Linked DNA regions of Sus scrofa: region 1 is linked to region 2. The links are chromatin contacts, called in public Hi-C maps. All regions are on one chromosome and are shown on one strand. The core of a region is the stretch at or near the end of the contact, and the rest is flanking DNA. Distances in the headings are between cores, read along the strand shown.

Region 1 (6,271 bases), core at 1,800-4,299, 200 kb before region 2:
ATCATTGGTATGCACAGGCATTGAGTTATAAATGCTTAGTTAATGAACATACTTTTTTTTAACTTCAGAAAAGTTTGAACTAATTTTAGACAAGGAAAAGTTACAAAAATAGTACAAAGAATTTCTTTTTTTTTTTTTTTTTCTATTTCTTGGGCTGCTCCCGCGGCATATGGAGATTCCCAGGCCAGGGGTTGAATCGGAGCCGTAGCCACCAGCCTATACCAGAGCCACAGTAACATGGGATCCGAGCCACGTCTGCAACCTACACCACAGCTCACGGCAATGCCGGATTGTTAACCCACTGAGCAAGGGCAGGGACCGAACCCGCAACCCCATGGTTCCCAGTTGGATTCGTTAACCACTGTGCCATGACGGGAACTCCAATAATTTCTATATTTGTTTCACTGGTTTCCCTAATGTTAACATGTTAACTAACTGTAGCATGATGATCAAAATCAAGAAGTTAACATTGATGCAACACTGTTAACTACAGATCTTACTTGAAATTGCTTGTTTTCCTATTTAATACTCCAATTTCTTAGTTCAAGGCAGTAAGTTTGTTATGAGGAGACTAAGTCTTCTCTAAGCTTTGTATTGTTTCATGGTCTTGACACTTTTGAAGAGAACTCATCAGTTGCTTTGTGGCATGTCCTTCAATCTGGATTTGTCTGTGTATTCTTTGATTAAATTGAGGTAATCCGAGTTCCCATTGTGGCTCAGCAAGTTAAGAACCTGACGTCATCTCTGTGAGGACACAGCGTTTGATCCCTGGCCTTGCTCACTGGGTTAAGGATCTTGAGTTGCCATGAGCTGTGGTAAAGATCACTGATGCAGCTCAGATGTGGCGTTGCTGTGGCCATGGCATAGGCTGGCAGCTGCAGCTTCAATTACACCTCTAGCCCAGGAATTCCACATGCAGCAGCTGCAGCTGTTAAAAAAGAAAAAGAAAACGGAGCTAATGCAGTTTCATCAGGGATACCTCAGAAGAAATGTTATGTGCCATATCAGGAGGTACACGATGCCAGCGTATTTTATAACCGGTGTTGCTAACTTAGATCTGTTGGTTTAAGTGGTATCTGTCAGATTTCTCCATTGTAAGTTACTGTTTTTCCTTTTGTGGCTGTGAAAATACTTTGAGACTATGAAAATACCTATTTCTTACACTTTTGCACACTAGTTTTAGTATCTGTGGAGGATTCTTGCAAGCAGCAATTTTTTTTTCTTTTTTTTGGCCACTAGGAGCTTTGTTGGCTTCTGTATCTTTTCAACATGCTCCATCATTTGTTAGTACCGTCTTACTTTATGACACTTCCTTCTTTTTCTAGATTCATCTTGCATTTTCCTTGCCAAACCCTGGAATCAACATCACCCCCCTCCCCCCCAAAAAAAGCACTTAGTTCCTTTTACTAGAGAATGGATTTAGAAACCATGGTCTTGGTGGTGGATATGCTCATTGCTACTGGGGTGTCATTGCTTCTAGGTCCTCTCAGTGGACAGAGCTAGAAAATATGTGTATGTATACTAACACTCATATCTACCTTTATTTCAGTGTGAATCTGTATAAATACTAAAAGCCATAACGAATGCATTCATTCTAAAGTAAATGCATGAGGAGTTCCCGTCGTGGCTCAGTGGTTAATGAATCTGACTAGGAACCATGAGGTTGTGGGTTCGATCCCTGACCTCGCTCAGTGGGTTAAGGATCCGGCGTTGCTGTGAGCTGTGGTGTAGGTCGCAGACGCGGCTCGGATCCTGAGTTGCTGGGGCTCTGGCGTAGGCCGGTGGCAACAGCTCCAATTAGACCCCTAGTCTGGGAACCTCCCTCCATATGCCTTGGGTACGGCCCTAGAAGAGACAGAAAGACAAAATAAATAAATAAATAAAAATAAAGTAAATGCATGAGTGTGGGCAAGACAGGCTTCTATTTTTCTCCCCCAAATCAAGAGAATGTTACGGTATTTTGCAGAGTCAGTAGTACTTGTTTACTTTCAATTTTATGTTATGATCACATAGCTGAGGTTATTAGAGAAGAGCCCTAACATCATATAATTCTGAAAACAGGAAAAAAAATCATAGAAGTATCCAATTTATGTTTCCTAAATTGGTATTCCATGGAATATTGTTTTGGGAGGGGTTAGCAGGCTTATCATGATAAAAGGGCTCTGTGGTCCAATAAATTTGGGAACCTTGTCATGACAGACCCTCCACACTTGTGTAACCCTCTCCAGGGATTATCAAAGGAGTTCCAAAAAATTTTTTTCCCAGGAATTTCTTCTGTGACACAGTGGTTAATGATCTGGCGTTGTCTCCATGGTGGTGAGGGTTCCATCCCCAGTCCAGCACAGTTCAGAATCTGGTGTTGTCACAGTTGTGGCATAAGTCATAGCTATGGCTCAGCTTCAATCCCTGGTCTGGGAACTTCCATATGCCACCATTGTGGCCCAAAAAGAAAAAAAATTGCATGTTATAAACAAAATATTTATCAGACAACTTTATGGAAGCAGAAGGTAGAAGAATAAGAAGAAGTAAACAAATTTATGTGTGATTTGTGTTACATAAATTTATTTGGGACTGAATGTTGGCCTGCACAATAATGTGAAATTTTAAAAGTAAGTGTGATCCTAGTCCTTGTTGAGAGAAGCTGCTATAAGGTATGTCTTCAAATGGCTTTTAAAGTCTGTGGGGAAAATTATGTTTGCTTCAACAAGGGGCAAATATATTCTTTAGAGAAAAGGTGTTCTCTGCTCCTGCCCTTGAAATACAGCTCAGCAGAACTTATGGAAAAGCTAACAACAAAGACAAAATATCCTGTTTCAAAGTAGTCATTTTGTGGATGAAGGTAGAAACCTACAATCTTTCCCCCACCACAGCATTTCATATTTAAACCTTCTATTTTTAACCTGATGGTGGGATTCATGGCTAATGCTTATGAGATCTGTGTCTAGACAGTTGAGAAAAACAGGAAATGAGTTACATTGTTGTAGCTTAAGAAATTTAACCTTTTGTCTTCTAGTTCCAAGCTGTGCCTGCTTTAAAAAAACATTCCTTCCCTCCTGAGAATTTGAGGGCGTTTAAGGAACTATAATAATCCAAGGACTCTTCAGGGAGCAGAGAATAATCCAGGGCCTTTTCGGGGAGCTATTTTGGTAGAAAAGGAAATGAGAACATGGGTTTCCTGGGCTTGGCCCATGAAATGAACGCAGCCATTTGGAGGGACATGTGTGCTCTCTCTTCTTCTGAATTCTGAGCGTGTATCTCTGATGGTGTGCTTCTAAAGGGCAGGAACTCAGCCTGGCTAATTCATTCTCTCTCTGGGTTGGATGCATCATTTGATGCTGTAAGACAAACAGCATCCTCCAGAAGAGCAAGTTAAGAAGCATCGATGGTATGCTGCTATAGCCAGGCACTGAGCCAAGCACATCACATACATGATCTCACTTAATCCTCTCAAGAACCCTAAAAGATGTGGTTATACCGTTATCCCCACTTTACCCATGAAGAAATGGAAGCACAGAGAAGTTAAGGAACTTTGCAAGAGTAGCAGAACTGGCATTTAAAACCAAACCAATATGGAGTTCCCGTTGTGGCTCAGTGGTTAATGAATCTGACTAGGAACCATGAGGTTGTGGGTTCGATCCCTGGCCCTGCTCATTGGGTTAAGGATCCGGCGTTGCCGTGAGCTGTGGTGTAGGTTGCCGACGAGGCTCGGATCCCGCATTGCTGTGGCTGTGGCTGTAGCATAGGCCGGTGGCTACAGCTCCAGTTAGACTCCTAGCCTGGGAACCTCCATATGCTGGTGGGAGCGGCCCAAGAAATGGCAAAAAGACAATAAATAAATAAATAAATAAATAAATAAATAAAACCAAATTAATATGCTTTTCGAAACTTGTTCCTTTTTTGGGGGGGGGGGCTGCATCTGTGGCGTGTGGAATTTCCTAGGCCAGGGATGGGACCTTTGTCACAGCAGAGACCCGCACCACAGTATTGACAATGCCAGGTACTTAACCTGCTGAGCCACCAGGAAGCTCCTAGAAGCTTGTTCTTAGTTGGTATGCTACACTGTCGTCGGGCTGTTGTGAAGTTTAAATGAATTATGTATATAATAAATTTATCATGATTTCTGGCCTATATTAATAAGCATCATGATTAATTTCTGCTATTATTTACATATATAAGTAAAATACTGCAATTCTTCATTGTTACGTAGATGACACTCACCCCCACCCCGTCTTTGTAAGATACACAGTGTGTAGTGCTTCTAAGTAGCTATCGAATTAAATGAATCGAATAGTAGTGATAAGGATTTATATTTGATGCATTTATTACCTGCAGCATTATAGTGGGGCTGGAGATATAATGATGGCAACAGCTAGTCAGGTTGGAGAGTTTGTTAACAAGTAAAGGAAACTGGCCCACATAGCAATAACATTTACAACTTTGGCTTTATTAGCCATTGCTTTTTTTTTTTTTTTTTTTTTTGCCTCACCAGCAGTGTATAGATGTTACCAGGCCAGGGATTGAATCCAAGTTGAAGCTGTGATCTATGCCTCAGCTGTGGCAATGCTGGATTCTTTTTTTTTTTTTTTTTTTTTTTTTTTTTGTCTTTTTGCCTTTTCTAGGGCCACTCCTGTGGCATATGGAGATTCCCAGGCTAGGGGTCCATTCGGAGCTGTAGCTGCTGGCCTATGCCAGCAACGAGGGATCCGAGCCGCATCTGCGACCTACATTACAGCTCATGGCAATGCCGGATCCTTAACCCACTGAGCAAGGCCAGGGATCAAACCTGCAACCTCATGGTTCCTAGTCAGATTCGTTAACCACTGAGCCACGACGGGAACTCCAATGCTGGATTCTTAACCCACTGTACCACGCTGGGGACTGAACCCATACCTGGAGCCGCTACAGTCGGATTCTTAACCCACTGTGCTACAGCGGGAACTCCAGCCATTGCTTCTTAGAGTCTAAGAAGTAGCCGTATACCACACACAACAAATATTGCATTAAGGGCCTGCTTTGTCAGCCTCAAAGGCAGGAGGGATGCGGTATTAGGTAAGATATAATCCTTGTGCTCATGGATTTACAACCTAATAGATAATACACTAAAAAAACAAACAAGCAAGTGAAATCATTCCAAACTGTAGTAGGTGCCACCAAGGAAATGATCAGAGGGTTGAAAGATGGAATAATGGAGCTGGGACTGGGAAGGAAGGTCAGATCCTACCTTGCATGGGGAAGTGAAGGGAGGCTTCCTGGAGTAGGTGGCCTTTAAGCCCTGAAGATGAGAGAGAGCCCAGGAAGAAGAAGCAATACAAAGACTGTGAGGTGGGGGAAGGAAGACCTTGACAAGTTCAAGGGCTTGAAAGGGGGTGATTGGGCTAGAGTATAACGAGGAGAATGGGATGAAGTGAGGCTGGAAAGAGGCAGGACCGATCACGGAGGGCCTTCGCCACTCTTGGTAAGGCATTGGGTTTTATTCAGAGTGTAGTGAAAACCCACCAAAAGGTCCTGAATAGACAGTGACGTGATCTGACTTGCTGCTGTGTGGAGAATGAACTAGACAGCATAGGAATGCTGTTGGGGTCGCCTGTGCAAAAGATGGTGGTCGCTGGGCCCAAGCACCCCTTACCAGAGGGAGGATGGATGGTCAGGGATGGGAAAGGAAAAGGAGAGGTGGTGGCAGAAGCAGATGTCAGAGTGACGTGGAGCCAAGAGCCGAGGAAAGCAGGCAGCCTCTAGAAACTAGAAAAGCCAAAGGAATGGATTCTCCCTGAAAGCCTCCAGAAGGAACCAGCCCTGCCAACCTAATTCTTGACTTCTGATCTCCAGAACATTGATACATTCATCTTCATACATTTGTGTTGCTTTAAGCCTTTAGGTTTGTGGTAATTAATTACAGCAGGGGGGGTGTTGCCTCCCACCCTGCCCCCTCCTCCAGATCTCTGTCTTTCTTCCACTGGCCGGAAGACACAGGCAAGGGACCACAGATGCAGTTTCCATGGGTCAGCCGTTCAGGTGACAAAGAGGATGGGAAAGGGTGGAGAGTGGATCTGGTGCAGCCGCTGGAAAATAACCAGCCCTGTGCAGGTTGCCAAGCAGAGTGTCTTGCTCATAATCTGGAGTTTATTATAAAGTAGGACGTTTGGAGTGGTGCCCTTGCTTAATCTCTGCTCTCTTTTGTGAGTTCTTTCTCGGGCAGCCTTAAAAGTTCTTTGGTTTTGCCTCATATCTTTATAGTGCAGATAAGTGAAGTCAATGCACCTGTTTCTAATAT
Region 2 (6,326 bases), core at 1,612-4,111:
CCTAGTCTTATGGGAAGAGGGTCTAGGTCATGGAGGAGTCTTCCAGCTTAGTCTACACAGCTCCAGGCCCAGAGGCCAGGGGAGTGCAGGGTCAGCTGCCTTTGATCTTGACTCTGGGCACAATTTGAAAGCAGAGGCCCCTAAAGGCTTATATACAGTAATGATAAAATTCCAAAGCTTGATTGTCTTTTCATCTGCTGGCAACACATAGGAAACGCTCTTTTGAGTGAGGAGCAGCCAGCTCAAGCCGAGGTAGGAGCTGGGGCTGGGGAATCTTGGGAGTTCTCATCCGCTTTCTGCTACTGACTTGCTGTGTGGTCCTGATACATTACAGATGCTTCCTTACTCATAACAGACTTTCCTTGTCCAGCAATTGTGGGTAACAGTGGCCCTTCAGCCTACGTTAGAGTTGCAGTACTGTTGTGAAATTGAAATGAGATACAGGGCACAGAAGTGCTTTGAATAGTTAAAAGCAATCCACAAATATATAAAAAAAAAAAAATCTGATATTCCACAAGGGGCTTCTTACAACCAAAGACTGACTTTCAGGGAAGGGCGAACCACTGTGTGCCTTGAAATAGATAACTCAGCTTTGTTGGCTTAAAATGATTAGATTAAAAAATTAATTGCATAAAAGTGATTTATACACATCTTTTCAGGAGTGTATGTCGGAGGTATTATCCTTATCTGTCTCTGGGAAGTGGTAGGCAGGCACTGTTAGCCCAACTGTAAATTGTGATAATAATAACAGCAAACATTTGTAGGCTTAGCATATAAATGGTAAGCATACATCTTATTTAACTTTTGGAGGCTGAATTTTTTATTTTTTTTATTTTTTTTATTTTTAGGGCCACACCCATGGCATATGGAGGTTCCCAGCCTAGGGGGTCAAATCAGAGCTGCAGTTGCCGGCCTACACCACAGCCACAACAACACAGGATTCGAGCCTCATCTGTGACCTATGCCACAGCTCACGGCAACACCGGATCCTTAACCCTTTGATCCACTGAGTGAAGCCAGGGATCAAACCCACATCCTCAGGGATCCTAGTTGGGCTCGTTAACCGATGAGCCACGAAGGGTCGGGGGAGGGGCAAAACGACCCCTGATGAGAAGCTCTGTTGTAAAAGCCCCTCCTAGTTCCATACCTCAGATCTGGACCTCTTTTGGAAATAGCCTGAGATTCGGTTTCAGCTGCCCTTGTGCTGGATCACTTACCACTTGGTAGGCTTGAAAGGTGGCTCGTAACTGCTTGTGACTCCTCTGGGCCAGGACTTCATTGAAGGCAAGCTCGTCCGTGCCCCAGCGGCCTTCCCCTGCCTAGACGGCAGAGTGCGAACACTTTTGAAAAAGCTTTTTGCAAAAAGACTGAATGTATAGAGCTGTGACCAAGTCACCCTTACCGGGAATGATAAAATGTGCGCTGAATAGAAGCAGCATTGATCGCCGCAGTATTTCCACCTTCTAGCCCACAAGTATACCTCACATATTTGTTTATGTTATTTATACCCTCAGGCGTTCCAGAAGAGATCTAAAGTGGTTATCCCCAGGGTGTAAGAATAGGAACAATTCTTTTAGGTACACGAAGACTGTATGTATGACAAATATGTTAAAGATCATACTTATTTCCCAATTAATTCCAATTCACATGCCAGAACGAAACATTTTGTTGAAAGTAATGTTCATGAAAAAAGAAAAGAATTTGCAGAGCCTGCAGGTCTGCATACTCACATCATACAGATCTTTGGCATCCTGACCTGCGAGGTCTTTGTCCACGTTATCTCCTTCTTCACGATTAGCCTAGAAAAGTCAACACATTGTTGTGAACTTGAGTTCCTGCTTGACCACAAAAAACAAAGAGGGCAAGTCCCAGAAGACGGGTGGCTTCAGAGGGGTGGCCGGAAGCTGGACTCATCCGGGCAAAGTGGCAGCGCTGCTCTTTGCTGCCATCTTTTGGGCACAACTGATGAACAGAGTAGCCTCTGCGACCAACACATTTGTACGTTTTTTTTCTCCTAGCAACCAGGGTCACTCAGAAACCCCACTGACCTCTGAGCGACATCCTGATGTCCCCTCGAATGAGTCCATTGAGGTGCTAATAGTCTTCCTTTCAAAATATCAAACTTTGCCTCTCAGGGACTCAGTCGTGAAGAGCCCTGAACGTTGGTCATGGAAGGTTTGAGGTCTCACCTAAGCCCTGAGTGTCAGGCAGAATTCTCGGATGACCTCAACGGCCCACCGCCTTGTTTAATCCCCTCCCATGGATGGTGGGCAAGACCTATGGACATAGTGAGGTATCACTCGTGTGATCATGTTTTGCGTGTATGGCAAGGGGCATGTCTGCAGATGTAATTAAGATCCCTAATCAGTTGAGTTCATCAAAAAAGGTGCTCTTTGGGGGAGGCCTGACCCAATCAGGTGAGCTCTTAAAAGGTCAGAGAGATGGAAGAAGTTAGAGATGTGCTTCCTCTGGCCTGGAGGAAACCAAAGAGCCGTGCTCTGCACTGTCTATGGGGCCACATGACAGGGGACTGCAGATGGCCTCTACCGGCCGAGTGTGGGCTCTGGTCAACATCAAGGAACTAGGACCATCAGCCACACAGCCACAGGGAACCGAAATCTGCCAACAGTCAGTGAGCTCGGAAGAGGACCCCGGGGCCTCAGAGGAGATGGCAGGCCTGGATGACACCTTGATTTCAGCCTGGAGATACCCTGAGCCAAGGACTCGGCTAACCTGTGACAGGACTCCTGGCCCGTGGAAACTGCTCAATCATAGGTCTGCACTGCTTAGGTTGCTAAGTTTGTGGCAGTTTTGTTCTGAATCAGGAGAACACTCACACACTCTTCCTGCTACAGCTGAAGCCTGCTCTGTGTGTTCTCTGCTGTCAGTCTCTCCAGCAGCAGAGTAATGAAACAGAGGAAGCCCACAAAGCTCATCAAGACGGCTGTGTCAATGAGAGTGCAGATGCTATCTGGCTGGAGGCCAGGGGGCTGTGTCCTAAGCAGGGCCAGTTCTGAAAGCCCTGCTTTCCCAGCCAAACTCCCCGCAGCCTGGCTTAGACTCCTTGAGTCCTGGAGTTAGCTGTGTCATGAAAAGGGCCCGGCTTGGGGTCAGATGGGGCTGGTTCTTGCACCTGAGCTTTGTCTTACCTACACCTGGGGGTTCCTCACTGGCAAAATGAGTTGATGATGCTTGATGAAATAACTCATTAACAAAAAAAGGATTGCCAACTGCAAATAACTAGGCAGATTTGTGATCATGGCGAAAATTGCCATTGAGTAATTTCACAATAGCTGGGCTGACAGGACACATGTCGACAGTCCCTCGATAACATTTGTAATAAAATTAGGAAGGGTTTATTATCTATATCGCCTTTTTCTTCGTGGTGCCAAGTTGCCACAGGCTTTATCTCACGATCCCAAAGCAGGCAAGACCTCTTTACGCTTACCTGTAGCAAGGAGACCAGAATTTTTTTTAGGTTTCCGCTTGTATCACTTTTGACATCTGATTCAAGGCTCCTGTCAAATACTTTGGAGAAGAAAAAAGGACGAGAGAGAGCAGATTTAGTTTCCCAGAGGTATTTTGGAAGGAACATTCTTTATCTAAAGTCAGAACAAAAGGTCACTTACACTTTTGGTAGGCCTCTTTAATGGCGATGATTTCCTGGGAAAGGTAATAAAAAAAGATCAATATTCCAAGGCGGGGTTAATAGATAAGATAGGCAGAGACATGCAAAGGGAAGAGGCAGGAGCTTGTCTCTGGACACAGCATTCCTTTCCGATACAGAGGGGCCATCCGGACAGGTCAAGGTCTAGGCCTGGAACAAGCCCCTGACTTTATGAAGGAGTCCTTTTTAAAAAAAAAAAAAAAAAAAAAAGTGTATTGAAGTATAATTGATTTACAATGTTGTGTTAATTTCTGCTGTACAGGAGAGTGATTCAGTTATATGTATGTGTATATTCTTTTCCATTATGGTTTATTACAGGATATTGAATATTGTAGGACCTTGTTTACCCATCCTATGTGTAATGATTTGCATCTGCTAACCCCAAACTCCCAGTCCATTCCTCCCCCCGACTCGCTTCCCCCGTGGCAACCACAAGTCTGTTCTCTTTGTCTGTGAGTCTCTTTCTGATTCGTAGATAGGTTCATTTGTGTCATGTATTAGACTCTCTGTATCAGTAATATCATATGGTATTTGTCCTTCTCTTTCTGATTTAGTGAAGGAGTCCCTTAGCTTACATTCTCCTTAGTTAAAAATGAAAACAGGGAGTTCCCGTCGTGGCTCAGTGGTTAACGAATCCGACTAGGAACCATGAGGTTGCAGATTCGATCCCTGGCCTCGCTCAGTGGGTTAAGAATCAGGTGTTGCCATGAGCTGTGGTGTGGGTCGCAGACTCGGCTCGGATCCTGCATTGCTGTGGCTCTGGTGTAGGTGGGTGGCTACAGCTCCAAATGGACCCCTAGCCTGGGAACCTCCATATGCCGCTGTTGCGGCCCTAGAAAAGGCAAAAAGACAAACAAACAAACAAACGAGGCAGGGCTGTCTATTTATTAAAATGAGGTAGGGCTGTCTGTTTCGGTAGCTTGTGCCGACTGGCCCACTTGGGAGCTGCCTCGGTGTACACTTGAACGAGCAGTGTGTCAGAGCAGACATTTCCCCACAGCATCTCCCATAAACTGTTTTAAAGGAAAGTCAGCGGGCAGTGGAGGGAGAAGGTGGAGGGGGCAGCAGAGGGTGAGGAGCCAGGCTGAGGTTGCCAGGGTGGACGGAGGGAGCGGAAAGCAGGCAGGGGCTGGACACCTGTGATTCTGCAGCCCGTCTGCTTTCTCCTCCTTCCAGCCCACTCCCAGGACCTGCCTGAACCCGGGGTCTGCTCTCTGCCTGCTTTTCTTCTTTTTACCGTCCGATCTAGCTGATTGGAAAAGAAAAAAAGGCTGTGCTCATTGTTTGAGACCAGGACCTGAAAGAAACTTGGCTGAGGATGAACCACATGTGGACAAATGAGATTAGAAAAAGCATGAGCCAAATTAACCTTCTTGCCAAGGTAGGCTGCTCAGATATTGGATGCCCGGTCGCTGGGACTTTGGTACTTGCGGAAAGGAGAGGAATATTAAGGAAAGCTGGGTGGTTAGTGGACAGATTGATGCCATCCTCCTGTGCAAGCGCTGCCTCCTCTAAGGCACGCTAATCGAAAACTGCCCAGGTGGAGGGGTTTTGTTATCCTGCGGGAAGAAAAGAAGTCCAGGGGTGAGGAGGGAAGGGTTTTGCAGTGTGGAATATGACGATACTTCGGGAAACATGGCCTGACAGCACAGGCTGAGCAGGAGGAACCAGCTCAGGTCATCGGCACTCCAGGCTTAAATGGCATTTTAGCGCCAGGACGCGGTTGCGGTTTTTCCTTGCTGTCTGCTCCAACCGCGGCTTCTGTTTCCCACCCAGAAGCCTCCAAGAATGTTAGGTTTTTCTGGCATTTTCCTTACTGGGCCTCCCTCTTCTACACGATGGGTATCATGGAAGAGGGAAGGATCTTCAGATAATGATCCGTGGACCCTCTTTACTCTTGATGAATTCCTTGGCCCTGGTGGGTTCTGGAACCAAAGATGAATGGGCTTCTGTGAGGGCCTTAACGAATGTTCTTTGCAGCTCCTGAGATGGTGCGGGGGGCGAGGTCTGCTGACAGAAGGACACGGAAACCTCTGGCAGGCAGTGGCAGCCCTGGGGGTGCCCACTGGGATCTCCTCGGCACCACCCACCTCCCCGCCTCGTTCTTGCACTTGACACTAGACGCAGCCATACTTGGACCGCCTGCTTCATTGTTTGTGCCAGGAGACCTGCGAAGTCAGGCCAGGTGGGTAAAGCAGAACTTTCTTCCTGCATACGAAACCGTGCATCTCTTTAGAAAAATGAAAGCTGACTGACACAGCTCTTCTGGAAGGTCCTATTCTGTCAAGCTAGGGGCAGCAACACCAAGACTGACGATCGGAGATTGGAAGAGGTGTCTCTCTAGTGTGAACCAAGCGGACACGTCTCTGCCCAACACTTGCCCATCCCGTGGGTGGGATGCGGGAGGACTTTCCCTTCTGGCGGCTCTAACCATCTCTGATGGGCGTGTGGACGCAGCCCTGGGGCCGGTCCAGGGCTCAGCTTGGACTGACCTTGTTGGTTCTCGTGCACAGGATCTCGATGAGCACGGACTCGTCTGTCCCCAGGCCCTTCATGGCTTTCCGGAGCTGCCGGGCAGCGTACTCGCAGGGGCGGTCCAGAAGGGCCAAGGCCGTCTTCTCGAAGTTTCCACTCAGCTCACTCTTGAGCACCTCCTCCA

The links. A called contact is a pair of places that touch in the nucleus more often than the background predicts.
Region 1: a contact with region 2 is called in a Hi-C map of retroperitoneal adipose tissue, with 2.1 times the contacts expected there. A contact is called at or near these places in 16 of 47 Hi-C or Micro-C datasets (alveolar macrophages, brain, embryonic fibroblasts and 8 more) and 2 of 2 datasets of targeted methods (alveolar macrophages and skeletal muscle).

Annotation. Positions count from the first base shown.
Region 1 is chr4:15,949,234-15,955,504 of Sscrofa11.1, reverse strand. No RefSeq gene overlaps it. Among named protein-coding and RNA genes, the nearest start is that of WDYHV1, 47 kb to the left of the region's middle.
Region 2 is chr4:15,746,251-15,752,576 of Sscrofa11.1, reverse strand. It overlaps ANXA13 (annexin A13), which reads right to left. Exons shown (of 11, transcript XM_013996500.2): 4 at 6,160-6,326; 5 at 3,630-3,663; 6 at 3,449-3,528; 7 at 1,731-1,799; 8 at 1,218-1,319. Among named protein-coding and RNA genes, the nearest start is that of ANXA13, 42 kb to the right of the region's middle.